2 separate regions of the Mus musculus genome follow, and region 2 is linked to region 1. Evidence: chromatin contacts called from public Hi-C data. All regions are on one chromosome and are shown on one strand. Each heading gives the region's core, a stretch centred on a gene start, on an enhancer-like site or on the middle of the called end of the contact. The rest is flanking DNA. Distances are from core to core; before and after follow the strand shown. Region 1 holds the start of Rars (arginyl-tRNA synthetase). Region 2 holds the start of Slu7 (SLU7 splicing factor homolog (S. cerevisiae)).

The links. Hi-C and Micro-C count contacts between places; a contact is called where the count stands out from the background.
Region 2: a Hi-C map of Th1 cells shows a contact between it and region 1, with 6 times the contacts expected there. The contact joins the promoter of Slu7 here to the promoter of Rars in region 1. A contact is called at or near these places in 1 of 39 promoter capture datasets (pre-B cells) and 1 of 484 Hi-C or Micro-C datasets (Th1 cells).

The regions. Positions count from the first base shown.
Region 1 is chr11:35,830,822-35,838,135 of GRCm38.p6, forward strand. It overlaps Rars (arginyl-tRNA synthetase), which reads right to left and starts at 3,707. Exons shown (of 15, transcript NM_025936.3): 1 at 3,616-3,707; 2 at 2,351-2,485. The coding sequence starts at 3,660.
Region 2 is chr11:43,430,437-43,437,803 of GRCm38.p6, forward strand. It overlaps Slu7 (SLU7 splicing factor homolog (S. cerevisiae)), which reads left to right and starts at 3,295. Exons shown (of 16, transcript NM_198936.1): 1 at 3,295-3,383; 2 at 6,909-7,094. The coding sequence starts at 6,925.

The DNA of each region.
Region 1 (7,314 bases), core at 2,457-4,956:
GGCTATATAGGATCAGCTCCCATGCCTGATCAGTTTTAAATTTTTATTTATCAACTTCTTATTCATGCTTTTCACAATCTAAAGATTTCCAATAGAAAATGTCAGTTACATATAATCCTAAGTCTTAAAAATCTCTAATAACCTTGTAACTTTTTAAAACTTGTATCTTTTAAAATAAACCTATACACAAACACACAGAAGCCACTGTACTTGACTTCATTCAAATTAACATTTGAATATAATCAATGTAACACTTTTTCTTTCCTGCCTTCCTTCCCTGATCCTCTTGCCTCCCACAGAAAGTGATGGAATCAAGGCGCGCACCACCACGCGCAGCCACATGCAGTTTTATCTGGAGCTGGACTGCACCCACGGCCTCACACAGGCCGGCTCCTGAGCTATAGCCCAGGCTGGCCCTGCACACACAGCCATCTTCCTGCTTTGCCTTTCGGGGCTAGGACTACAGAGGTGAGCCAGCCTGACAAGTTCTTGGCAACTTTTCTTTACTTGATTTATACGTGTGTGTCTTCCTTTCTCCCATGATTCCTAGGCCTGTGGGAGCAAGGAGTTACTACTACTCTTAGCTAGTCCTGGGAGACCAAGACGGAGGACTGCACAAGTCTGAGAGCTACAGGCCACAGAGCACAAACCACGCCAGCCAGGGCTGGACTGTGAGACCTGGACTCAAATAAAGCCAAAAGCAGACACATTTTGGTACAATCACCTTTACTGTTTTGAGGTTTTGTAAAACCTCACATTATAAAAATTTGTAAAAATAACAGCTTTTGAGAAAACTAAGATTAGAAGCAGATTCCCGAAAATCTACGGATTCTTTAAAAGTGGCATTATCGTGACAGCAATCATGTATGAGTGCTATCGGTGTGAAAAAGCTTTCTGTGAGTACTTTAATAAATGTACTAAGTGGCTAGGCTCTGGAGGCAGAGGTAGAGGCAGAGGATCTATGTGAGTTTGAGAACTGGTCTACTTATGACAGCTCCAGAAAGGTCAGGGCTAAATAGAAACTGTGCCTCAAAAACAATACTAAATACGTTTCTAAATCTTAAAAACACATAAAAAAGACAGAAAAGCAATAAGAAAAAACTGAGGCAGCCGTGCTTATGAGAACATGGGTAAAACACCTCCTGCCAGAACCATCCGGTACGTGCTTTCAAGGTGGAGTATGTGGCCCAAGAACTAGGGCAAGGCGGCAGAGTGAAGTTATGGCACACAGCACTTTAGTCCTTTGATGCTCCCTCCCTCCCCCCCTCTCCCTCTCTCTGGTTTTCCGAGACAGGGTTTCTCTGTGTAGCCCTGGTTGTCCCGAGACTCACTCTGTAGACCAGGCTGGTCTGGAACTAAAAGATCAGCCTGCCCTTGTCTCTTGCACACAGAGAAGTTTGTTTTCACCACAGCTGTGGATTTATTTCCCTTACTTCCTTCAGCAGCGCACAAGCACTTGACAAAGCTATCTGAGCACAGCTGCCTCCACACAGATAATAAAGTGCTTCAAAGGACTGGTCAGACGCCTGAGATGAGGACTTGGAGCGGTGCCTGTGCAATCCAGAAGGAAGTACACACACTGGAGAACAATGAATGAGGCAACATGCTAGGCTGTGTCATCAGCAAACCTGAAAGGCAGGCCAAAGAAGCTGAAGGTAGGCTTTCTTTAAAACAAACAAACAAACAAACTACATTGATAAGCATTGCTGGACTGTAAGGCTATTCAAATGGTGGCATGGTAGTACACACCTGTAAACCCAGCCTGAGAGACACAGAAGAAGAAAATGCACTTCAAGATGGAGGCAGCCCAGCCCAGAAGCCAGCCTGGTCTGTATAGAGAGGCTGTTGGATGGGGAGGAGGAGAGGCAGAGAAAGTTTCGCAACATTAAATGAAAAGAACCCCAAAAGATGCTATAAAGCATAACACAAAACTGCAAAATAAACAACTTCATTGCAGAGGAGTTAGGAATCAGTGAGTGCATTTTAAAACATCCCTGTTAGTTGCTCCTGAGAAACTGTTTCTTTTACAGTAGTTAAAATGGTTTTAAAAACAAAAGACATTCCTTTGACAGCATGGACATAAGCCTTTGAAGAAATCTCAACTTCCAAACCATTAAACCATCGTAATGAACCACTTAAAAGGGGTATCATAATAAACTACTTAAAAGGGCCCTGGGAAGCCAGTGCCGCCCCACTTTCTCCAGCCTAATGAGTCCTAACTTGCCTTATGCAGGAAAACTGATTTCTAAACAAACTCCTCTTCTCAATTCTTATAGCACGTACTTCTAGAATCTTCAGTAACAACAACAACAGCAACAACAAATTATTTGAAAACATCCGGAGCACTTACCCTTCGAAGAATATTCAGCCTATACTTCAATTTTAAATTTTCTTCTCGTAACTGTTCCAAACTTGGAGAAGCTTCCAAGCAGCCACAGTTCTTCAGCCGGTCGATCTCAGCAGTCAGAGCCTTAATCTCCCTTTCCTGTAAGGGAAAGGCAACTTTTCCAGGTCAAACAAATGCTTCCCGGATAATGGCAAACCTTACCACAGACTTCCTCATTTCGCTCTCCACAACATGTGGGGTAGAAAAATGAGAATGGACTTTGCAATGATTTTACTGACGTCAGCAATCATCCTTTATGAGATGGAACTGAGTTCACATGTGTGTGCTGGGGATGAGGGACTGCGGGGCAGAGAATATAACTCAGCCAAGTGTGCATGGCAGTACACATCTCCAGTCCTAGCAGTTGAGAGGCTGTGAGTTGAAAGTCCAGGGCCAGAGTCAAACACGGAAGTCTCTTCTTTAGCTAGGTGCATCCTGATTTAGTCAGAGTACAAGTTTCTGGCTTTACTACCTGTGTTGCTAAATCTAATGACTTGGGACTAAAAAAAACCAAACCAAATCAAAAACGACAAAACAAACCAACAAACATCAGTAGGAGTTGGGGACTTGCACCCCTCAGTGCTGCTTGCCACACATAGGCCTTGGCTCTGGGTTAGATCCCGAGACAAAAAGGAGTCAATCCATCTTTTGTCATATTCGAAATCACTCAAGTGTCCGTCTTTGCCTTTTCTGGGTCTACGTAAACTTCATATATATATGGTTTTTTTTTTCCCCATCTCTCCAAGATCTGCTACTATTCACTGGACTCAGCAGTAAAGAGCTTGTCCATTTATTTTGCACCTCGGGGATGATTTGCATAAAAGCAGTTATTGTCCAGGGAAGACTTAGACAAACTGAGTTCCTAACGCTAGTGTCTAGGCCCGAAAAAGAAAAGGGGCTGGTCTTACTTTCGTTTTTCAAAATTGTGACACTGTTCCAGACCAACACTGGCGGCTTCTTGGGAAGTTTCCGGCTGGGTCTCAGGGCACACCTGTCCTGCTCTAACCTGGCCTGGGCGACCAGCAGAGTGAGCCTCGCTCGCTGTCCACCCTCTCTTCTCTGAGTGACAGTCGCACGACCCGGCCAAGAGGAAAGGGCCAGCGGAGCAGCAAGGCTTCGCAAGCCCCGAGGTCCCGGACTGGGGTCGCCGCGGCCGCCTGTGGAAGCCACTGCGGACTCTGCCCCGCCGCCGCCCGCTCCAGAGCCCTCCGCCCCGCCCAGGGACAAACCTGCTGCAGCAACCGCGCGGAGCACTGAGCCACCAGACCGTCCATCCTCTCGTCAGCGACTCACATGCCAAGCGGCCGGAAGCGGAAGTGTCTAGTTTGGGCCGGAAACGGAAATTCCTACCCGGGTAAGTCACTGTTTTTGGTTTTTCAGGGCGCGCCCTCTGCTGCCCCCTAACGGGATCCAGGAGACACTGCGAGAGAGGCGGGGAGCAGGCCAAAGCAACCTACCCTCTGCTTGGAGGCATGGCGCGGGCATGGGCACAGAACCCATCCCTCTTTTGTTTTGATTTTTTGTGTTTTTTGTTTTTGTTTTTTTCGAGACAGGGTTTCTAGCCCTGGCTGTCCTGGAACTCCCTCTGTAGACCAGGCTGACCTCGAACTCAGAAATCCACCTACCTCTGCCTCCCAAGTGCTGGGATTAAAGGCATGCGCCACCACTGCCTGCAACTCATCCCTCTGTTAAACAGGCATTTTTGTTGTTGTTCACATTAAGGTGCTAGATACTCTCTCCAGGATGTGAAGATGTTTAGAATGTATGATAAAAAAAGGTCCTTAAACTAATGGAGACTGCCTGAAAGGGGAAAGAGAAAACAATGGCTTTCCTTTTCATTGTATGTGTAGTGCGCGCGTGCACGCGCACATGTGCATGTGTAGACTTTTTGTATTCCACTCTGACCTTTGACTCTCCATCCTCCTGCCTCAGCCTCCTTACCAGGCAAACAATGTTTTAATTACCAAGAAAGGAAGGTGGTACAATGACTTGAGCCAGGCAGCCTCTTGGAGCATCTCTCAGGCTCTTCTGTTCGTTTGAAAGATGTAGCCCAGGGTAGTCTTGCATTTAGCTGAGCTTCTGATCTTTTGTCTTGAACTTCTGATCTTTTTCTTTCCACCTTCCAAGGGTCGTGGTAACGTGGTTTTACCACCAAGATGGATTTAGTTCACGTTAAAATTTACTTATCTTCATCCTAAACAATAATATCTATGAATCCATGGGCTGAGTGTGTGGGCTAAAGATGCTACATATTAAATAAATATAGGACTTGAGAGGTGGCTCAGTGGTTGAGAGCACTGGCTGTTTTTTTTTCCCCCAGAGGTCCTAGTTTGATCCCAGTATTCACATGGCAGCTCACACTCACCTATGAACATGTAGTTCCCTGGGATTTGATGCTCTCTCCTGGTGTGCAAGCATACATGCAGACAAAACACCCATATACATAAAATAGATAAACTTTCAAAAACAATCAACATATTATTATAGATAATAAAGAATGCAGCCATATCTACCTGTGTTTTCTTTTTGCTAGGTAGAGCGGGCTGGCCTAAAACTCAAGCATTTCCTGTGTTCTGGGATTACATCTGCTGCCTCTCCGGGCCTATAGTTTTCTATATTGTCACCAGTGGTACCTATACCCACTTTGAGAAAATGCTGCATTAAGGCACTTGGCTATCACCACAGCACATAAAAAAATGTTAAAAACACACACACACACACACACACAACACTGTGATTGCTGTGAATTCATTCCAGCCTGAGTTAGTGAGTTTTAGGACTGTAGAGTAAGGACCTGTCTCCAGGTAAGCAAGCAAACAAGCAAAAAAAAAAAAAAAAAAAAAAAAAAAAAAGGAAGAAGGAAGGAAAAAAAAGAGGTCACAAGCCACTGAGAAACGCCTATGTTCCCATTGCTACACAGCCGGATTGGAAGGACTTCGACTTTCCTTCAGTCAGTCAGTAATTGTCATGTGTTAGGGAATACTGTGTCAGGAGCTGAAATGGTGAACAGGTGTGTCTGGTGCGTGAGATATGAAACCTAGGGAATCAGATACATATGGTTGGCCAGAAGTACATAACGTCAAGCCTGCTATTTCCAATTAGCTTCATTTACCCACTATCCTATAGTTGGCAGAAATTGATGGCTATCCTTACCATATTCCCATTAATACATTCAGTTAGCAACGTGCTCTGGGGATAGCTGTACTCATGGTATGGGTCAAAGATATGGAAATGAGTTATTCCAGAAGCATCTAGAATATAACAAGTAGAATATAGACTTCACTACTGTGGCTTAACATTGCGACTTAACTTATAACAGTAGAGAGTGACTCTCAGCACCGTGGATCTACAGCAGCGGATGCTGGATCTCAGTAATTCGGTCTACAATAGCAAACACTGGATAAACAATGCAGGGCTTTAGTTTCCAAAGTCTTGTCTTTAATTCTTTTCTTCCAGTGCTGGGATTAAGCCCAGGGCTTTGTGTTTGCTAAGCCACACTACTATTCTATTGAGCCACATCCCCAACCCCAAAACTTGGTCTCTTTCCTTTTGTTTCTTTCCTCTTCCTCCTCCTCTTTCTCCCCTCTCCTCGACCCGCCCCCCCAAGGTTTCACTAAGCTAGCCCTGGATATCCTAAAACTTGCCATGTAGAACAGGCTGGGCCTGAATAGTACAGGGATTAAAAGCACATATCAGAATGCCTAGCTGAGAAAGACCCTTTCTTTATAAACAAAACAAGACCTGCGGTTAAGAGCCCTTGCTACTCTTCCAGATGACTAGAGTTTCTGGCACTCATGTGAAATATAGGTGGCCCATGACCCCTCTATAACTCTAATTCCAGGGGACAAAACTCTGCTGGCCTTCATGGGCATCTTTGGATATACATATAAATAAAAGGAATCTTTAAAAACAAACAAGGCCATCTTAGACTACAGTATAAGTTTGAGACCAAGCTGATGTCAATATGCAACCAAATAAAATAAAATAAAATTCACATTGAGGTGGAGAGGTGACTCAGAGGTTAAGAGCACTGATTTCTGTGCCAGAAGCCCCGGGTTCAAATCCCAGCACCCACATGTTAGCTAACAACTGTCTGTAACTCAGTTCCAAGAGGACCCAATGACCTCTTCTGGTCTCTATAGGCATTGCACCCACATGCAGGGGTGCACACATCTGTGCAGGCAAAATACCCATACACATAAAATAGAAGTGAACATAATTCTATCCATCCATATTCATCCACCCATCTTTAAAAAAGCACACAAAAAAAGTCATGCTGATAATCCTAGAAAGGCTATGGCAAGACAATTGTTTTGAGTTTGAGGCCAGCCTGAACTACACAGTGTGACCCTATCTCAGAATAACAAGACCACAAGATCATAATCGTACCTTCTGTATAGGATATTGTAAAGATAACCCAGCTAAAAATAAACTTTTAGTGATTAGAGCTGTGGTGAGGGGAAAGATGTGATTCTATGGCTCTTGTGTAGCCTTTGCACTTGGTATGCTTAGGTACCTCCTTTTAAAATAATAAAACTAGGCTTAAACTTTGTTTTAGTTTGAATTATGTGTACTTGTGTGTGTCAGGCTATGTGCATAGGAGCATGAGTGTATGTTATGGCTGGTTGTGAGCTGACTGACGTGGGTGCTGGGCACCAGTCATCAGTTCTCTGGAAGAGCAGTAGCATTCTTAACTGCTGACACATCTCTCAATGTCCCATTAGTCATTTATTTATGTGCATTGTGGGTGCATGTCTGTCTGTGCACCATATGCATACTTGGTATGCACAGAGACCAGAAAGGGTCTCAGATCCCGGAAACTGGAATTACATATAGCTGTGAGCCACGATATGGGTGCTTGGAATCAAATACTGTTCTCCAGGAAGAGCAGCCAGTGCCTTTAACTCCTGAGCCATCTCTCCAGGCTC
Region 2 (7,367 bases), core at 2,045-4,544, 7.6 Mb after region 1:
TAACCAAGCTCCTGGAATCCTGTGATCCTGGACATGTTAGAGTGCCTGGGAGTGGAACTTCCTCTGGGTGTTGTGGAACTAGATGAGGAGTTCTCCCCCAAGGGCTTCTCAGGACACCGGCCCAGACTGGAAGGCAAGAAAGCTTCCTATTAGCAATAAAATAGCAAAACTTTATATTGCTAGTCAAATCCTGCATCTCATTCTCTGTGATTCTTCCTCTTATTCTAGACACAAAGGGGCACCTTTGTTTCCTCAGCACCAACAGATTCTGCTTAGCTTCGGGATCTTTGCATAATTCTATCCAAAGAGGTTCTTCAAAATGAAGAAGCCAGACATAGTGACACACACCTTTAATCTCAACAACTTGGGACACTGAGTCAAAAGGATGTCTGTGAGTTTGAGGCCAGACAGGTTTACATATTGAGTTCATGTAGCTATACAAGACCACATGGTGAGATCTTATCTCCAAAAGAAAAAGAAGGAAATGTTCAAAGAGAAGTAGCGGATATAAATCTTGGTTTTGTTAAGTGGCATAGGCAAACATTTTGGTGCTGATAAAATTTAAGAAATGTATACTTATTTTGAAAAGTTTCATATATATGTACATATACATATACATAGAAAGAAATAGGTAACACTATAAAATGCATGACTGCTTTTTACATTTATAATCAAGGCTAAAGCCCAGTTGATAGAGCACTTAGCTAGCATGCTGAAGAAGCATAAATCCAGTAAGATGGCAGACAGGAGGATCAGAAGTTCAAAGTCCTTCTGTGCCACGTAGACTTCAAGGCCAGCCTGAGAGAGCGGAGAGAGGAGGAGAGGACAGGGGACATGATCTCTACCTCTAAGAAAGGAATTATGATCAGACTTATGTCAAAACACATGTTTTTCCAGAGAGACTTTTTGGGCATGATATTCTTAAGCAGTCTTCTGAGGGCTGAGTATATGGCTGCATGGTCGTGTTTGCCCAACATAAGGAAGGCCCTAACCAGGGTGGGGGAGATATTTAGAAACTCAAAAGAAGAAAGTAGCAAGACTGTTTTCCTAATGTCAACTAGATGACTGTTCATCCAGAGAATAAAGGAATCAAATCTAAATTTAAAGGGAGAGAAAACATTTGAGGAATGGCTTTACAGACATCAGTCTGCAGCCGAGGGAAATGAGCACGCAATTGTCTACTTTCAACTAAAAAGGGGGTTGGGAGAAACCTATAAAGTGAGATGGGGAAACAGCCAATACTGGGTTTAAACACTCGCAGTAGAGTAGAATCAAAAATTAGGAAGAGCAGTAATCTGGGTAGATGCAAGAGCAGTTTGATGTGTGTAACTCCTTTACAGTTGGGGTGAGAGCTATTCCCTACACAGACATCACATCAGACTGGGGTCTGTCTTCCTACACTTCCTTAAATCTGTTTGTGCGCAAAGGGATGTTCCTAGTAAATATGTAACTCAAGCTTCCTTTAAATTCATTCAACAAATATTTACTGAGTGTTATGCTAATCATCAAAAGAAAGAGCCTAACTCTGGGAGTTGAAGAATAAAAACAACACACGGGGCCCCGCACGCATGGACACAAGCACACACACAGCACTTACACTTTTACTGTCCCTTCTATTCCCTGTTCCTTTTATCCCCTCAACCTGTTATTTTCTCTTTGCATCTACTTCTGAATTAAACCACCAGCACACAAAAGTCTTGCTTTCAAAAATAAATCTATATACATTCCCACAGCTTCCACGTGAACATTGTCTAATTCCTTGAGAGGTTTTCTTCCCCTCTCACCAACAGGAAACATTGCTTTTCCCCAGTCCACTGCAAGTGTAAATAATATCACCATCCTGTCTTTAAAAGGACATGTTTTTCTGAGTGATGGTGTTCCCAGGCCAGCTTTGTGATCCCCACTTGTTACTGGGAAATAATGTACCTGGTTGGTAAACTTATAATAGAGTCCTCAGCTAATACAAGTCTCTCCTAATTTAGCTTTACAGAAAGCGTTCATCCAAAGATAATCCCTGCCTTCTTGGTCCCTCTCTCAAGCCTTGCGCTCTGAGTCCGCAGGACTCTGCTCTGCCTTTAGCTGCCTTGAAAAATCAAAATTATTTTTACATTCTTAACCCACTTCAAGTTCCTTTTTTAAAAAGTCTACTACTTTGGGCTGTTTGACTGAGGTGGTGGGGACGTTAGCTATAGTCCTGTATATCTGAAGAGCACTTCACGTAGGGGAAGTATAAATAACCACAAGACAGCATAAAGAAAAATGGCCAAGCAATGGCTCAGTAGTCAATACAGGTCATTCTTGCAGAAGCCCCCGGTTTGGTACTCATTCTGGTTCACAGACATATATCTGCATTTCCAGTCACAGATGATCTAACGCCAATGATGTGCAAACTCACACACAAAAAACATAAGGCTTTTTTTTTTTTTTTCCTGAGACAGGGTTTCTCTGTGTAGCCCTGGCTGTCCTGGAACTCACTCTGTAGACCAGGCTGGCCTCGAACTCAGAAATCTGCCTGCCTCTGCCTCCCAAGTGCTAGGATTAAAGGCATGTGACACCACTGCCTGGCATAAGGCTTTTTTTTTTTTTTTTTTTAAGAAAAATAAATTCACCAAAGTCGCCTATTTTCCAGGAGTTTGTTTTTTATGGGGATGTTTGTTTGTTTGTTTGTTTGAAAAAGGGTCTTCCTATGTCACTGGCCAGGACCTCAAAGATATGCCTATCTCTGCTAGGATTAAAGGTGTGTGCCATTACGCCGACCTTTGCAGCATTTTCAATAATCATTTTTGCTAAGATTCTGTGCTGTAGGCTGGCAAGATGGCTCAACAGGTAAGAGCACTCACTGACTGTTCTTCTGAAGGTCCTGAGTTCAAAACCCAGCAACCACATGGTGGCTCACAACCATCTGTAGTGGAATCTGATGCCCTCTTCTGGTGTGTCTGAAGAGAGCTACAGTGTACTTATATATCTTTGGGTGGGAGCAAGCAGAGACTGACTGGGCGAGCGGGGTTGACCGGAGCGAGCAGGGGTCCTAAAAAAATTCAATTCCCGACAACCACATGAAGGCTCACAACCATCTGTACAGCTATAGATTATCCATATACATAAATAAATCTTTAAAAAAAAAAAAAAAAAAAAAAAAAAAAAAGATTCTGTGCTGTTCCAGAAAGAAAGCTGCACTGCCATCACTTCGCCTTTCTGGGTCAAAAAAAAAAAAAAAAAAAAAAAAAAAAAAAAAAAAGAGCCAAGCGCTTGCAAATGCGCATGTGCCGATCTCCCGGAAGTTATCTCTGCGCAGCCGGAAGAAGGCAGGGAACCCGGAAGTAAACATTGCCGAGTCGCTTCGTTTCTGGCGGATGGTTTTGAGTGGTCTGCGGCGCGACTGGGTAAGTTGGGGTTCTGAGATTGAGCAGACGAACTGGGGACCTCGGGGAGCGGGTATCCCCTGCAGTGAGTCCTCGCGGTGATGAGCCGTCGTGGAACGGCGGACCCGGGTGGAGACTGTGGCCCAGGACGCAGGCGCCGCCCTCGCGTTCAGCCGGACCGAGGCTGACTCCTCAAGGAAAAGCCCTGGTCACTGTAAGCCGGACATCCTGAGCAGCCCGTACCGAAGCTGAGCCCTCTGTCCCCAAAAGAGTTCCTTTGAGGTTCAGTTTTTTCCGTTAGGTGGAGATGATCTTATTTTGTGAGGGTCAAATTAGAATGTCCGTATTGCATCAGTGAGTGGGAGCTGTTAAAGTTCTAACTCGGAGAGAGCCGGACCCTCTGCAGAGCAGTGGAACCTAATGACAAAACACTTCAGTCCCTCTTAATCTTGAATGTGACAGGCCTGCACTCCAGTGTCTGTGGTTTGTAACAGGGGTTGAAAGACCAACTAAAGTCAGGCTTGGGTTTGCGATCTGTCGTCTCTCACTAATGTCTTGTTATCTGAAGGTGTTAACCCCCCCCCCCCCGCCCCAAACTTGTTTCCTCACCATAAAATAGGGTGGTTGTAAAGATTTGGTGACGGTCTGCATGGTAAATTAAAGAAATGGTAACTGTTAAAATGAAGATGATTAAATCTGTGCTTCTAGTATATACTACCACGGATTTCTAACACTTCTGTTTTTATTTTTAAGTCTATTTTATTTTAATTATGTGTATAAGTAGGTAGGTGGGTTTGCCCTTGTAAGAACGTGTGTAGTCTTCTTGGAATCCCTGTAGCTGGAGTTAGGGACAGTTGTGAGCCACCTGACATAGATGCTGAGAACTGAGTTAGGGTTGTCTACAGGAGCAGTAGGTGAACCGTCTCACCTGCCCCATACACAGACCTCTATGGTGGCATATGCCTATAAAGCCAGAACTCGGGAGATGGAGGCAGACACAATTTCACAGGAAAGTCATGGAGTTTAAGGAATGCTGTGGATAAATACTTAGTGTTCTGGGTGTGGATGTCATGTACACAGTTGGTTGTGTAGATTTGAAGATCAAATGAAAAGTCTAGGGCAGAGAGATAGTATGGAACCCCAGTAGTGGGATACTGTTCCTCCTGAATCTTGGCAACTGGTATTGTTTAGAGTGGTGAGTGAGGCTCTTGCTGCTCTGTAAGGAATCAGCCTCTAAATAAACGTGTGCAAATAGATGAGCCTGCAGAGAAGTCGAGAACAGGAGAGGTGTTCACGGAAAACCAGTAACATGTTATAGAAGCCAAAGAATGAGAATCTCTGACAAAAGAAGGCATGGAATGGTCGGGAATGGAAATGAAGTCAGTGACCAGAGCAGAGGAGTGCAAAGCAGAGGTATAAAAATAGGCACACTATGAATATGGGTGATTTTGTGGTGTGTGTTTGTGTGTGTGTGTGAGAGAGAGAGAGAGGCAGAGACAGAGAGAACTAGATATGCTAGGCATCCCTGAATGTAGACAGACCCATCTCTATTTTTTTCTAACAAGGTCTCATGTCTTGAACTCTCTATATATCCAAGGGTGACCTTGGTCTTCTGATCCTATATTCACATCGAGATTGCTGGATATCAAGTATGCACCACCAGGCCTAGTTTTTGTTGCACTGGCAATCAAACTTCTGCTAGGCAAACGCTCTATCAACTGAGGCTTCATCCCCAGCCCTGAACTTTGGTAATTGTTAAGGCATTGGGCCTTCAAGGGGAACAGTGATGTGCTCTGGTTTTTTTAGGTTTTTGGGGTTTTTTTGTTTGTTTGTTTGTTTGTTTTCCTATGGAAGATAAGTTTGAGACATGCAGGAGGGCTAATTTAGGAACATCTGTATGAAAGTCTTTGAATTTTTTTTAAAGATTTATTTATTGTTATTTGTAAGTACACTGTAGCTGTCTTCAGACACACCAAAAGAGGGCATCAGATCTCATTACACATGGTTGTAATGCTGGGATTTGAACTCAGGACCTTTGGAAGAATAGCCAGTGTTCTTAACCACTGAGCCGTCTCTCCAGCTCCTTAAAATTTTATATACATGGCTTTCTCTGCTTACAAATTGGAGTGTTGAGAGAATTGGCGCTAAGAATACGTAAAGACTTTTTTTCATTTTGAGACAAGGTCTCACTATATAGCCATGGCTAGCTGTGGATTCAATATGTAGACCAACCTAGTTCCAGACTAGCCTCCAACTCCAGAATATCCACATCCCTCTGCTCTCCAGGTGCTAGGATTAGGTTGTATATTACAGTGCCCAGTTTGTAAAGCCTTTTGAGTAAGGGAAACCGTTAGAACCAGTGAGATGGCTCAGCGGGTAAAGGCACTTGCTGCTGACCTGATGACCTGAGTTTGATCCCTGGGACCCACGTGGTGACTGGGGGAGAACCAACTCCTACAAGTTGATCTCTGACCTCTGTAGTGATAATTTTGGAGTTCTGGTTTCTTTTAAAAACATAGAAATATTATAAGAATATGTTATCATTTTAATCCCAGGTGGGGCTGCTTCGGACTGTTGCAGTAGCTGACTGTGATTTGCTTCATGCCCTAGCAGAGGCTTTGCCAGCAACTGCAGGTAGTTGCTGTGTTCATGTGACATTTGGAATTCTGGGGACTTGGACTTAGAGGGTAAATAAATGCTAGAGCCCCAAGAAGTGGGGTGGGTTGTTAGTTGTTGGGGGTTGTTGTTGATTGCTGGGGGTTGAGGTTTGTTAGGTAATCTTGTGCAGACAAGAAGAAAAAAAAATCAGATATCCTGACAACAAAGATCAAACTTGCCCCAAGGAACTCAGTGCCCCAATCAGCAGGAAGTATGCTAATGATAACCTTGCCTCCTTTCTGACTCCTGGCTTTCTTCAGGGATCTCTTTTCTTCCCTCTCTCTCCTTTCCTCTCTTTTATCTAGTGATAGGGGGTTGAAAAGGTAAAAGAAAGGGGATGAAGAAGGATGGGAGAGGAAAGAACCCACAAAGAAGCCAAATCCCACTAAAGACCTTCCCATACACTCCATGGCACGCTCGGTCCTTACCCGACCCTTCCACACGCCTGCACACACAAAAAATAAATAAAATGTAAAGAAACCCTCCTTTATAGGCACTTTGAAAGAATAAGAACATAGGAGACTGGAGAATGCTGTTAGTGCAGCAAGGACCCAGTTTTGATCACAACACCATAAAAAGTTTGTGAAGTAGCCATGTCTGGTGGTGCACGCCTTTAATCCCAGCACTCGAGAGGCAGAGGCAGGCAGATTTCTGAGTTCAAGGCCAGCCTGGTCTACAGAGTGAGTTCCAGGACAGCCAGGGATACACAGAGAAACCCTGTCTCAAAAAACAAAACAAAAAACAAAAAAAAAGTTTGTGAAGTAAGAGGGAGAAAAAAAGTGTAAGCGAGAGAGACCCTAGGAAAGCTCACCGTGCTCAGACACCGTTCAGTAGTGTCAGGGTGTATTCCAGGAGACCTCCATTACTGTACAAACTTCTCTTGTTTAGAGGATACCAGTTCACCATGTCGGCGGCCGCTGTGGACCCAGTTAGTGCGACACCCATGACGGGATCAAAGGAGATGAGTTTGGAGGAGCCGAAAAAGATGACCCGAGAGGACTGGAGGAAGAAGAAGGAGCTAGAAGAACAGAGGAAACTGGGCAATGCTCCTGCAGAAGTCGATGAAGAGGGAAAGTAAGTCTTCTGTTGCTGGTGTGTTTAAATCCACCCCCAGTTCATCGGGGGCCCACCCTTTGCTTTGGTAGGGGGTTGTCCTTTATTGTTCGCAGAATGTGTGTTCTTCTTTCTCATCTCCTCAGACTCATAAGTATGTAGTTTAGTAGACAAATGCTACTAAAGAGCTCATAGTGACTAGCAGTTGTCCTTTTTGACCTTTTTTCTGCCCCCAGCCTAAAGTGGCTACTTTCCCATGCTCTTATTTTGAATTTTTCAAATCTCTGAATTGTA